Regions from separate parts of the Zea mays genome. Here region 2 is linked to region 1. Evidence: chromatin contacts called from public Hi-C data. All regions are on one chromosome and are shown on one strand. The core of a region is the stretch at or near the end of the contact, and the rest is flanking DNA. Distances in the headings are between cores, read along the strand shown.

Evidence for each region. A called contact is a pair of places that touch in the nucleus more often than the background predicts.
Region 2: a Hi-C map of ear shows a contact between it and region 1, with 2.1 times the contacts expected there. The contact joins the promoter of LOC100283582 here to the promoter of LOC100216929 in region 1. A contact is called at or near these places in 5 of 25 Hi-C or Micro-C datasets (bundle sheath, ear, endosperm and 2 more).

What each region holds. Positions count from the first base shown.
Region 1 is chr9:81,657,799-81,663,500 of Zm-B73-REFERENCE-NAM-5.0, reverse strand. LOC100216929 (BES transcription factor) reads left to right here and starts at 3,089. Exons shown (of 2, transcript NM_001143314.1): 1 at 3,089-3,670; 2 at 5,143-5,702. The coding sequence starts at 3,425.
Region 2 is chr9:81,960,255-81,965,956 of Zm-B73-REFERENCE-NAM-5.0, reverse strand. It overlaps LOC100283582, which reads right to left and starts at 2,746. Exons shown (of 2, transcript NM_001369294.1): 1 at 2,457-2,746. The coding sequence starts at 2,680.

The DNA.
Region 1 (5,702 bases), core at 1,840-4,339:
AAAAGTTGTAGATCTCATCGATAGCTATAGTTTTGTTGCAAAAGCTCTCCTCATTTGTCACCGTAAAGATTAAAGAAACACACGATATTTGTGATGTGGCAAGACCTCATACGTAATTAATTAATATATTGCTAAAATTTATATTGTTTTTAGCATTTTTAATGGCCTCAACCGAGAGGTACATATTTTGTTTATAAAGTTTTCGATGCCATTAAGAGTTACAACGTTCATATAAAAATATCTCCATTTGGCATTGTATAAGAAAAACATTGTTTTTCTATGATCAACATATGCTTGTACGCGATTATTATGCCGCTAAAAACGTTATATTAGTCTTTCGAGCATCTCAATGGTCATAAAAAACTTAAAACTAGAAAGTTACATATCTAACCGAGATATATAATTTTCATATAAAAATTATCTCCATACAATGTCGTATTTGGAAACAAATGATTTTTTTCCTAAACGTCATGATTATTCTCCACACCTAACACTTCTTCTGTTCTTTTTTTATTTATCGCATTTTAGTTCAAAAATAAACTAGATAACGATAAATATTCAAGAACAGAGGTAATATAATTAATTTTAGATTAAACATATATTTATTAATTAACATGTATATGTGTATCTACATTTATCATTATTCTGATGGAAAAAGAGGGCTAGAAAGGAACACATGAATTTTATAGGAATTTCATAGGAATTAGTTAAAAACACAGAAAAAGTGTAGGATTCAGAAAATTTTCCTTTGTTCCAAAAGAGCTCTATATTTTGGAACTGACGGAGTACATTTGTACGACAAGGTTTATCACGTAACAATCACCACCTAACGTAGCAGGCGTTGATACGTCGATATATTTTTAATGTCAGAAATAAGCCTTATGTTGTCGGGCATATATTATTTTCGATGGATTAGACTTTATTCCGATAGTTTAGACTTTATTTTTAACGGCATGAGTCAGCTTCCTCGTCATTTAGTTTTTCCACAATGCACTCCCGGCAACAGTCAACTTTCTCTTCATTTATTTCCTCCACAATGCCGTTCCATATATTCAGTAACTTCCGACGATAAGGTTCTAAGCCGTCGAACATAAACTTATGTTTGATGGTCTGCTCTAATGGACGCTGCATACACTCGGAAATAAGCCTATATCCATTGGCTCAGACATAAGCTGACCATCAAACTTTTGTCTGTTTCATGTTGTGTACATGTAATATAGGGATGGGAAAAGCTTGGCTCGGCTCGTCCATTCCGCGAGCTGGAGAAAGAGGCTCGGCTCACGAGCCATATCCTAATACTTATTATTGCATTATTTAGTGAATTAACATTATATAAATTTAAAATATAGAATCGTCATTCAATATTATGAGTAATTTAAATTATAAACTATAATATATTCATCATCAAAGACTAAAAAACAGGCTCATGAGCTGGAACGAGCCGGCTCGGCTCGCTGCGAAAATGAGCTAAAACAACAGGCTTGGCTCGTTCGAGGCTCGTGAGCTCGAGCCGGCTTTCAAGCCTGGAACTTATTTTTCAGCCCTAATGTAATGCGACAACGTGATTTTGCCGCACCAAATCCCAAATCCGTTTAAGCAACAAAACAGTAACAAACATAAAAAATTTAAAAGTGGAGCTATTTTAAAATAAAAGTTGTTGAAAATAAAAAAATATATGTGGCAAAGTAGCGGGCATGCAAGACCGTGTGCAAAGTGGCAGACAAGTTTGACGCCGAGCTTTGCCGTATACACAGACACCCGCGGGCGACACATTGCATTTTGCGAGATATGCAACGACGAATCTATACCTATGTGCCAAAAAAATTGCGCAATTTTTTGCCAAAAATTCCTCTAGAAAGCTATTTGGTTGTATACCTATGGTGTCAAAAATTGCCACAGAATTTTATGCCACACTTGTCTAAGGTGTTTAAGGTTAGGCGTTTAAATTCTGGGCCACAATTTTTCACGCGCTAAGATAATCTTGCCACACTTTTTACCCGTCATTAACGACTAACGAGTAGGACCTACGTAGCAGGAGAAAAATCTTGCCATAAAAATAGAAACTAAAATAAAATAAAATATAGTAACTAAAAATAGTCCATAAAAATTAAACACCCACTAAATCGACTAGTGTAACGTGATGCACACAAAAATCATCGTTTCCTTAGACAAATATCTAAAAAACCATGGAGATAGAAGAAAACGTCATCCGAGGAGTACATTCACCGTCACGCTGACGCAGATGCTTCCATCAAAAAGTCAAAGGCTAGCGCTAGCTATCGAGTGAGGCCACCGTGTCTTTTTTTTTTGGTAACGCAAATCCGGGAAGAAAGTTTTATTTATATACTCGTAGCAGTACGCGATGCACACGCTAGACAATGTACCACACACATGCATCATCGAGCTGGCCGCTGCCGCCGCGGCCCCCGGATTCACGCACGAAACGCCCGGAAACACACCCGGCAAAGCCGGGCGAACGTACGCGCGAGCAAAAGACGGACACGGGACTACGGGAGCAAACGATGCGGTGCAAACAAGGCGACCGAGCGGCCACCGGCAGGCGCAGCGCCGCTGGAGTCAGGGCTTGGGAGTTGGGAGTGTATCCCCCAGGCCACAGCGGCGTCGTTACGTGGCGAGCGTGAGCAGCAACGTGCCGTAGGCCTCCCGCCCGCCGCGGATCCCGAGGCCGTTTCCCACACTCACCCGCCGCGCGGGGTCCCTCCTCTGGCACGCGCCAAAGCCACGCCACCGTCCCGGCCCCCGGGTGAGCTCGGCCGCGGTCCGCCGGTCCGGCTCGCGCGAACCACCCGCTTGGGCGTGATGATTGCGCTCTGACGAGACGGCGGCTGTCGAGGCCCCCCACCACCACTCATCCCGTTTGACCACGAAACCGCCGTGGCGCATGGGCCCCGCGCGTCAGGGAGCGACGTCGTACTTTGCAAAAGCTGGTCCCTCACGTTTTTTAACCGTTCCCCTGCCCGGGCTGAGGGGAATACCGCTTCTGCCCCTGGTAGTTTGGCGCTTCCACCGGGGGCCGCTGGTAAAAGAGTGAGCCGGGTAACTCCTGGAGCTTGGCATCAGGCATCAGCACAGCTCCGCCAGCCTCGGCCACGGCCAGCCTCGCTCCTCACTCACTCCCCCAGCCAGCGTTACAATAGGAAGGAGGGAGGAGCAACCTAGCGGCAGCCACAGCAGCAGCGTAGCTGTAGCCACAGCAGAGCAGCGGCGGCTGCGTTCAGACGACCACTACTTGTTCCTCCTCCTCCTCCTGCTCCTTCCCCCAAATTCCACCCCCCTCAAATAATAAACAAATCAAAGCAAGCGAGGAGGTGAGCAGCGTCCGCAAGGGAACAGGGACCGCGGGGGTTGCAGGCTTGCAGCCGTGGGGGAGGGGAGCAGATCCGCGAGATCCGGCGCGCCGCCGATGACGAGCGGCGCCGGGGGAGCCGCGGCCGGGATCGGGGGCACCAGGGTGCCCACGTGGAGGGAGCGCGAGAACAACCGCCGCAGGGAGCGCCGGCGCCGCGCGATCGCCGCCAAGATCTTCGCCGGCCTCAGGGCCTACGGCAACTACAACCTGCCCAAGCACTGCGACAACAACGAGGTGCTCAAGGCGCTCTGCAACGAGGCCGGCTGGACCGTCGAGCCCGACGGCACCACCTACCGCAAGGTACCCGCCGCCGATCCATCCCCCCCCCCCCCCTCCCCCCCCTGCCTCAGGCCTCTCGACGGCTTAGCTTAGCTTCGATCCCGTTCCTGCTCCGCGCTTTCAAAAAGAAGCTTGCTTTCGCTTTGATTGCTCCGTAGACTTTTGCAGCGCCAGTAGTCGTGCTTGGTGGTTTCGGTTAGAATTACACAAATCTAGCAGGAGACTCATCTTCGCTTTTGTTGGGACTTGGAGCGTCTCTGTAGAACTACTGAGGCTGGGGACAGCGCACTCCTTCGTTTTAGCCACTCGGGACGCAATGTAGCGGTTTCGTTGGTTCGGTGGGCCGCCGATCTTTGGATGCTCCTATATGCCGTTGGATTTGGAGCTGTCCTTCCTTGCTTTGAGCTCCGTTTTCGTCTTGGGTCACCCATTGCTATGCTTGGCGGGTGGCTCTGTTTTAGGCTCGTCTGTTGTCGGGCCAGGGAAACGGAAGCTTGATTTACCGCAAACGGGGAAATGCTGCTTTCCTTTTCGGCATTCGCTGAAGGCACTTCTTTTGGGGATGCCATGCTTTCTTCTTCCCAATGGTGCTTTTGTAGTTCCTTCCTAGCCATGACCAAAAGAAAATTTTCAACAGCTCATCTGAAGATTTTTTTTTGTCCGCTACCACATTTCTCTTGGTCCTCCTCAGCTGAGGGAAGGTGGTTCAGTCTAGGTAGTGATTCAATTCCGTAAAAATTGCACGCTGCCACTGCTGAAAAAGCAGTGCTTATCAGAAAAGCACAAAGCATAGCTCAACATGTTTTTTTCCCAGCCATGTGCACATGCTGCCACTGCTCTGATAAACCAAAAGCAGTAGTTCATTACTTTGCCTTTGAGGCTTGCGCCAAACTGGTTCGTAACCAGAGGCTTTCGAATTTCCACACCGTGGTTTGGTTCGTTGGTTGCCTTTGTTGTATGCGGTATGCAGCACTTGTGTTCACTCGTTCTTCAGTAGCCAATGGTGAGGTGTACTCTGCTCATCTGCTGTAGTGAGTACATTAGCTTCGGCTGTAGCTAGTACTGCTTTGAAGTTGGTTTTACATGCTTTTGTGTTACTTATGTCACTTTGTTGCAGCCAGTTGGACAATTGGAGGAGTTTTGGTTGGTTTATTACATATAGAGGAAAGTAATTTGCATTTGTAGGTTGGCATCTAAGAATTTGAACTGCAGAGCGTTTCAATTGATTCATCCAAATCTTCCAAAAAAGAATTGAACTTGCTAGCTTCCGTGTAGCATTTCGTTTACAAAAAAGGTGAACAGGCAATTAACTGGTTTCATGGACAGTTATCATGTTCTTGTGGTTTATTGAACTTGTCATGCTTTTTGTTCAATGTCTGCTCTAGTTTTTCTTTTGCTTTACAACAATTCTCAGCGCGCTCCATTTTTTTGATGGAAAAAAACATGCACAGTTGATCGATTGTTGCTAAGTAATGAATATTTTCATGATCCAGGGATGTAAACCTCTGGCAACAGAGCGTCCAGATCCAATTGGGAGGTCTGCATCACCAAGCCCCTGCTCTTCATATCAACCAAGTCCGCGAGCCTCATACAACCCAAGCGCGGCATCCTCCTCGTTCCCAAGCTCTGGGTCCTCCTCCCACATTACTCTTGGCGGGAGCAACTTCATGGGAGGCGTCGAGGGCAGCTCCCTTATCCCGTGGCTAAAGAACCTCTCGTCGAGCTCCTCGTTCGCCTCCTCCTCCAAGTTCCCGCAGCTTCACCACCTCTACTTCAACGGCGGTTCCATCAGCGCGCCGGTGACGCCTCCATCCAGCTCTCCAACCCGCACGCCTCGCATCAAGACTGACTGGGAGAACCCGAGTGTTCAGCCACCGTGGGCTGGGGCGAACTACGCGTCTCTTCCCAACTCCCAGCCGCCGAGCCCTGGGCACCAGGTTGCTCCGGACCCGGCGTGGCTAGCCGGGTTCCAGATTTCGTCTGCTGGCCCTTCGTCTCCAACTTACAGCCTTGTGGCTCCGAATCCGTTTGGTATCTTCAAGGAGACCATCGT
Region 2 (5,702 bases), core at 1,497-3,996, 300 kb before region 1:
GGAGGTAGTAATACAATTCTTGACTACGATTAGCCATTGTTGTTTGAATAGACCCTTGTTTTCATTGCTACATGCAAAGCTGCAGACTTTCTATGTGCACCTGTCAGATCCTGTACAATTCGTGCTAAGGCGGGTTCCAGCCCAGGGCACTACCAACCCCTGACACACGGACGCTACCGACCACCACGGTTCCAGTGCGGGTCGGTTGGACCGTCTGGTCGGTGGTGCTGCCATCCACCTTAACAAGTTGGTACCTGTGTTGGGACCGAACCGGTCGGTACTCGGTAACGTCCGCCTTTAGTAACATGGTGTGTTCTGATTGATATATGCCTGCGTCAAGTCAGCTAGCTATTTTTTAACCATTTGAATTGAAAAAAACTTGAAATTTAATCTATAATTAGATTGTATTTATGATTTTTTGTTTTAATGTTTAAGTTATGTAGTTTCATGTATCTATTATTATTATGCTTGAGCCATGTAATTTTAAATTGTTGTCTCAAATTATGTTATTTCATTTACTTAATTATGTAAACAAATGTATTTGAACTAGAGTAAATCACAATGTTTCATTTCAACTAAAAAACTATAGAAGAAAAGTTGATGTGGCGATGAGGTGGATGTAGATTGATGGTAAAGGATGTTGCCATAGAGTGGTAGATAAGGGCGAACAATGGTCGGTATAGATTGGTCGATAGCTGATGTGCCGATAGATAACCCAGAAGGGCTGGAACCAACCCAAGACTCTAGTGCTTCAATATGAACAAGTCACATGCAGCAGTGCACAATGTTAACCACAGGCGTCTAGGGCTGGACAAAATACTCGTGGCTCGTCAGCTCGCTCGGCTCGTGGTCGGCTCGGCTCATTTCAATTTTGTCACTAGTTGAGCTAGCATCTCAGCTCGATTTGTTAACGAGCTAGCTCGTTAGCTCGAATGAGCTAGCATTTGTCAGCAAAACAAGCCTCCACTTGTGTTGGCTTGATTTCTAGCCCTAGTTCTTCCATGATCACAAGTGTCAAATCACTTCGATGTACTTTGCATGGACTCCTCATTTGTGCTAATTAGTTTTTGTTGCATTAACAAAATGCCACCAAAATTGCTCTACAAAGTTGTCTAGACTTCTTACACAGAACCCACCTGCCCCTTAGAATCCCCATCACACCCAAGCTTGAAAAATCTAGTTCCATGGCACATAAATACAACAAAAACCTAGAAAGGTGCTCAGACATTATTGTAAAGTCCATTAGTTTAAGCAATTAGTATATCTTTGTTTTGCCTTAATCAATTCAGCCATTCTTCAAAGATTAGGTGTTATTTTGGCAGCCTTTTCTATTGGAGTTTTGTCTTAAATAATTATGTCACTAACAAGCACTAGTTAATACAAATTGTGGCAGGTCATTTCCTTAACACTCTTGAAGAAGAAAATTTATCGATAATACAAGGTGCTGGTGCATCACATCTTGAAGCATCATTTTTTGTAAACAATTGAGACAGTAATATAGATGACATGGATACATGATCAGCATATAAAACAAAGAATCACTGCAAGTATGTAAACAAATGACAAAAAATCCCAATCACAATGATTGGTCCCAATCATAGACATGTCCATCTAAATAACTGGCAGAACAAGCTAACAAGAAGTTTACAAAATGGTGGAATGAAGAAAAGAAAAATGGAGTGAAGACTCTTCACTCCTCAGAAATTCAGTGCAGTAGAACAAGACGAATAGCCAAACTTATGGGCTAAGTGTAAGAGTGCAAAAATCAATTTCATAAGCATCAGTTCTAATTTGAGGTGACCATGTTCGATAAACCTGTTTTTGACATAAATACCTATTTATAGCAGGGTCCAAGACGATTAAATTTTAGAAAACAATAAGTGTACAAAATATAGCTATATATTGCATTGTGTGCATTTTACGGTTTTGACTACTAAATTAACTGAACTGGGCAGGAAGTCTGCATGCAAACAAGAGAAAGGAAAAATGGCCGATCTGCTCCTCCCAGGCTAAATGATCAACGTGAGTCAAAACAAAGAAACCTACTAACCTTCAGAAAGTCTTATTCAGTCCACGCCACCTGCTGCACTGCTGCGTACTCGAAACCAAGCTCCAGGCAGTATAAAAAAACGTTTGTGCAATAGAAGAATATCCTATCATCGTCATCCTACAACTCTAGTCAACAATAGGATGCCTGCATGCTGATTCGCGTGTTCCAGTATCGGATCCTGAAATGAAAATGCACCAAACCCTACAAATGGTAATCAACAGCAGCACGCAACGCAATTCGGCAGCGAGATCCAAAGCGAGAGCCCAATCTTAACGGTGACAACGAGGATACGCACGCTAGCAGCAGCCGAACCGAGACGCAAATCAGATCTACTACCAGCTGCCGCGGCAGCGGCGGGGAGAGAAGAGAGGCGAGACGAGCTGGAGCGAGCTGAAACGAAACGTACCGTTCCTGGCCGGCGGTGTCCCAAATCTGGGCCTTGACGACCTTGCCGTCGACCTGGAGAGAGCGGGTGGCGAACTCGACGCCGATGGTGGACTTGGACTCGAGGCTGAACTCGTTGCGCGTGAAGCGTGAGAGCAAGTTGGACTTGCCGACGCCGGAGTCGCCGATCAGGACCACCTTGAAGAGGTAATCGTAATCGTCCTCGGCCCGGTAGCCTGCCGCCATTGCTACGCGCCCCTCCGGGGCCCTCTGCCCTTGTCGTGGCGATCTGGTTTTGGGGCGAGAGAGAGCAGTGGGGGGGGGGGGGGGGGGGGGGGGGGGGGGGGGGGGAAGGAAGAGGAGGGGAAAACAGGAAAGGAAGGGGGACACGGCCGCACGGGAACGACAGCAAGCGCGGCGGGTGGGGGATTTTGGTTAGTTTGGTTTCCGTTTTCACCGCGTGGGCCGCGGCACTGTGGCAATGATAGCAGTAACCGAGCCGACGCGACGGCTTAAAAAAATGGAAAACGCGTTCTTGCTCTAGCTGGAAAAAAATCAGGTAGCTCTCAGCTGCAGACGGGTTTAGTGAACAGGAAAATGAAAGATATCCAATCCCCTGCTATTTAAATAGTAAGAGGATTCTTTCCCATAGATTTTCTTTACATCTCGTTTGAATCCTTAGAATTGCATTCTATTTTAATAATAATAATTTAGGCATATATCAATTAAGCTAATTTGATTTTATACAAAATATATTTATATACTATTATTAGCAAGATGCCAGATATATTTATGTAATACATTTTTACTATAGAAATGTGAATCAAAGAGCGTCATATAAGTTGCAGAGTAGAAACAAATTCTACTGTACATAAAATCATTTCTCATCCTCTACCTCATGAATTTGATATAGGCTTATATACGAACTTTAGAAAGTGGTGGAATGTCAAATTCCAAGCTAAGTAGGTTACTTTATTAAGTAAATTCCAATTTCTCCAAAATGAATGGATCCAAACGCCCTGTTATTTCTTTCTTTGTCCATTAAATCAGCTCTAAAAGTGACTAAACTAAACTGATATAGTATATGAGCTCCTTCTATATACATTGTGTACATTTAAAACTTTAATAAAGACTTTAGTGGGGCTCTATGGACTCCACAATGGTAGGGGAGGCTCATGCCATGCCCGCCCCACCGTTGTCTCCGTCTCTGTTGCCCCCACTCTTGTGTTTGAGAGTTGTGGCGAAATCCCTCCATGAATGAGGCAATTTAGCAATAATGCCACAAACTTATCGAATAGGTTGATCTTTAGCTGATCAAGCTCGTTTGTCATGCATTGTATCTCATGAAACTGCTCGACTACAGATTTTCAATCAGTCATCTTGTAGTCATGATACTGCTCCATGATGTACAGTCGCTCCAACATTTGTGTTGTCATATTCGGCTTCTATAACGTTCTATAACTCTTTAGCGTTTGTATAATGTTGGGGATCTTCTTCTCCGCCGAAGGTCCTCAAGGCAACATCTTCGGCAAAGTGATACAGAGGTCCTCTTTTCATCTATTGAAGGTTCTTAAGACGAAGTCCTTGCGTAGAAGCAATATTGCCAAATGCCAAAGCTACCATCAGCTTCGGTTCAAGTCAAGCAGAAGAAGAAAAGACCAGATAGACCTTAGTATTTTAGGATGTCTGTAGATAAATGTTAAGGGTCATGAATGTAATTTTACCGGGCAGCGTCTCGTGCCTATAAATAGGTGAACAGTAATACCGTACTGTTCACGCTAGATGGTAATCACTCTCTCGCGTCTTCACCTTCGAGCAAGCTGAAGGTATCAATGTAATATTAATACTATTAATATTCATACATGTTTTATGAAATGCAAATATGTATGAATTAATGATATGCAGTTACTGTCTTCATCCTTTTGCATTCACATTTACATATTAAATAATGAAGGTATGTCCTTCTTGACCTTCGTCAGATGAGCATTATACTCATATGGAAATAATGTTTCGGAAGACGAAGGTCCATAATAATTAACAATTGTGTTGCCTTGTTCTTGATCTACAACATTTGAGAACAAGTGACCAACATTGGCGCCCAACTCCGGTGAACTCACTCCCACGACTGCGACAAATGGCTTCGCAAGGCAACCAAGCTGTGGCACCTTTGGCCACGAAGCTGGTGCTCCCGATCACATGCGGCTCAAGTTCTGAACCAGCCAACAAGAAGTAGAAGAAGGAAGCACAGAGAAGGGTACACCATGTTGGAATCCAAGGACCCTTCATCAAGTCCAAGTGGTCTCATATACCAATCACCTTCTCCCAGGAGGACCTTCAGCTCAAGGATTATCCTCACAATGATGCATTGGTTATATCTTGTGTCATCAAGGGGTTTCTGGTTCACAATGTCCTTGTAGACACAAGCAGTGCAGCAGATATCATCTTTGCAAAAGCTTTCAGGCAGATGCAGGGGCAGGATGACAAGATACATGATGCAACACACCCCCTCTGTGGCTTCAGAGAAAGGCAGATAGTGGCACTTGGCAAGATAACTATGCTGATTACCTTCGGTTATGTTCATAATACAAGAACAGAACAAGCTGTCTTTGATATTGTTGATATGGAGTATCCTTACAATGCAATCATTGGGCGAGGAACATTAAATGCTTTCAAAGCAATACTTCATCCAACATATCTATGCATGAAGATACCATCAGACCAAGGTCCCATAGCTGTCCATGGGAGTCAAGAGGCTGCTAGAAGGGCCGAAGGGAACTGGACAGATTTGAAGGCTATTCATAACATAGATGAAGCCGAAGCTCATCAGCAGTACAAGCACAAAAGAGATAAGGCTGTCTTAGCAGACCAACCAAAGCCCATGCTCCTATGTAGAGATGGTCAAACGGGCCGCCCGATCCGGCCCGGCCCGGGCCCGGTGAAGCCCGGCCAAAAACCGGGCCAGGCCTGCTAAGCCAGCGGGCTTAATTTTCTGTCCAAGCCCGGCCCGCAGCGGGCCTAAACGGGTCGGGCCGACCCGTTTAGCACGAAAAAACGGGCCAAAAAGCGGGCTAAACGGGCCGGTAAGCACGTTTTAGTGTAAAAAAACGGGCTTGACGGGCTTAGAGATAAACGGGCCGTGCCGGGCTAGCCCGTCGTGCCTAGTTTCCTGTCCAAGCCCGCCCGTTTATTCTACCGTGCCGGGCTCGGACCGGGCCCAAAATGCGGGCTTCGTGCCGGGCTCACGGGTCTCGTGCTTTTTGGCCATCTA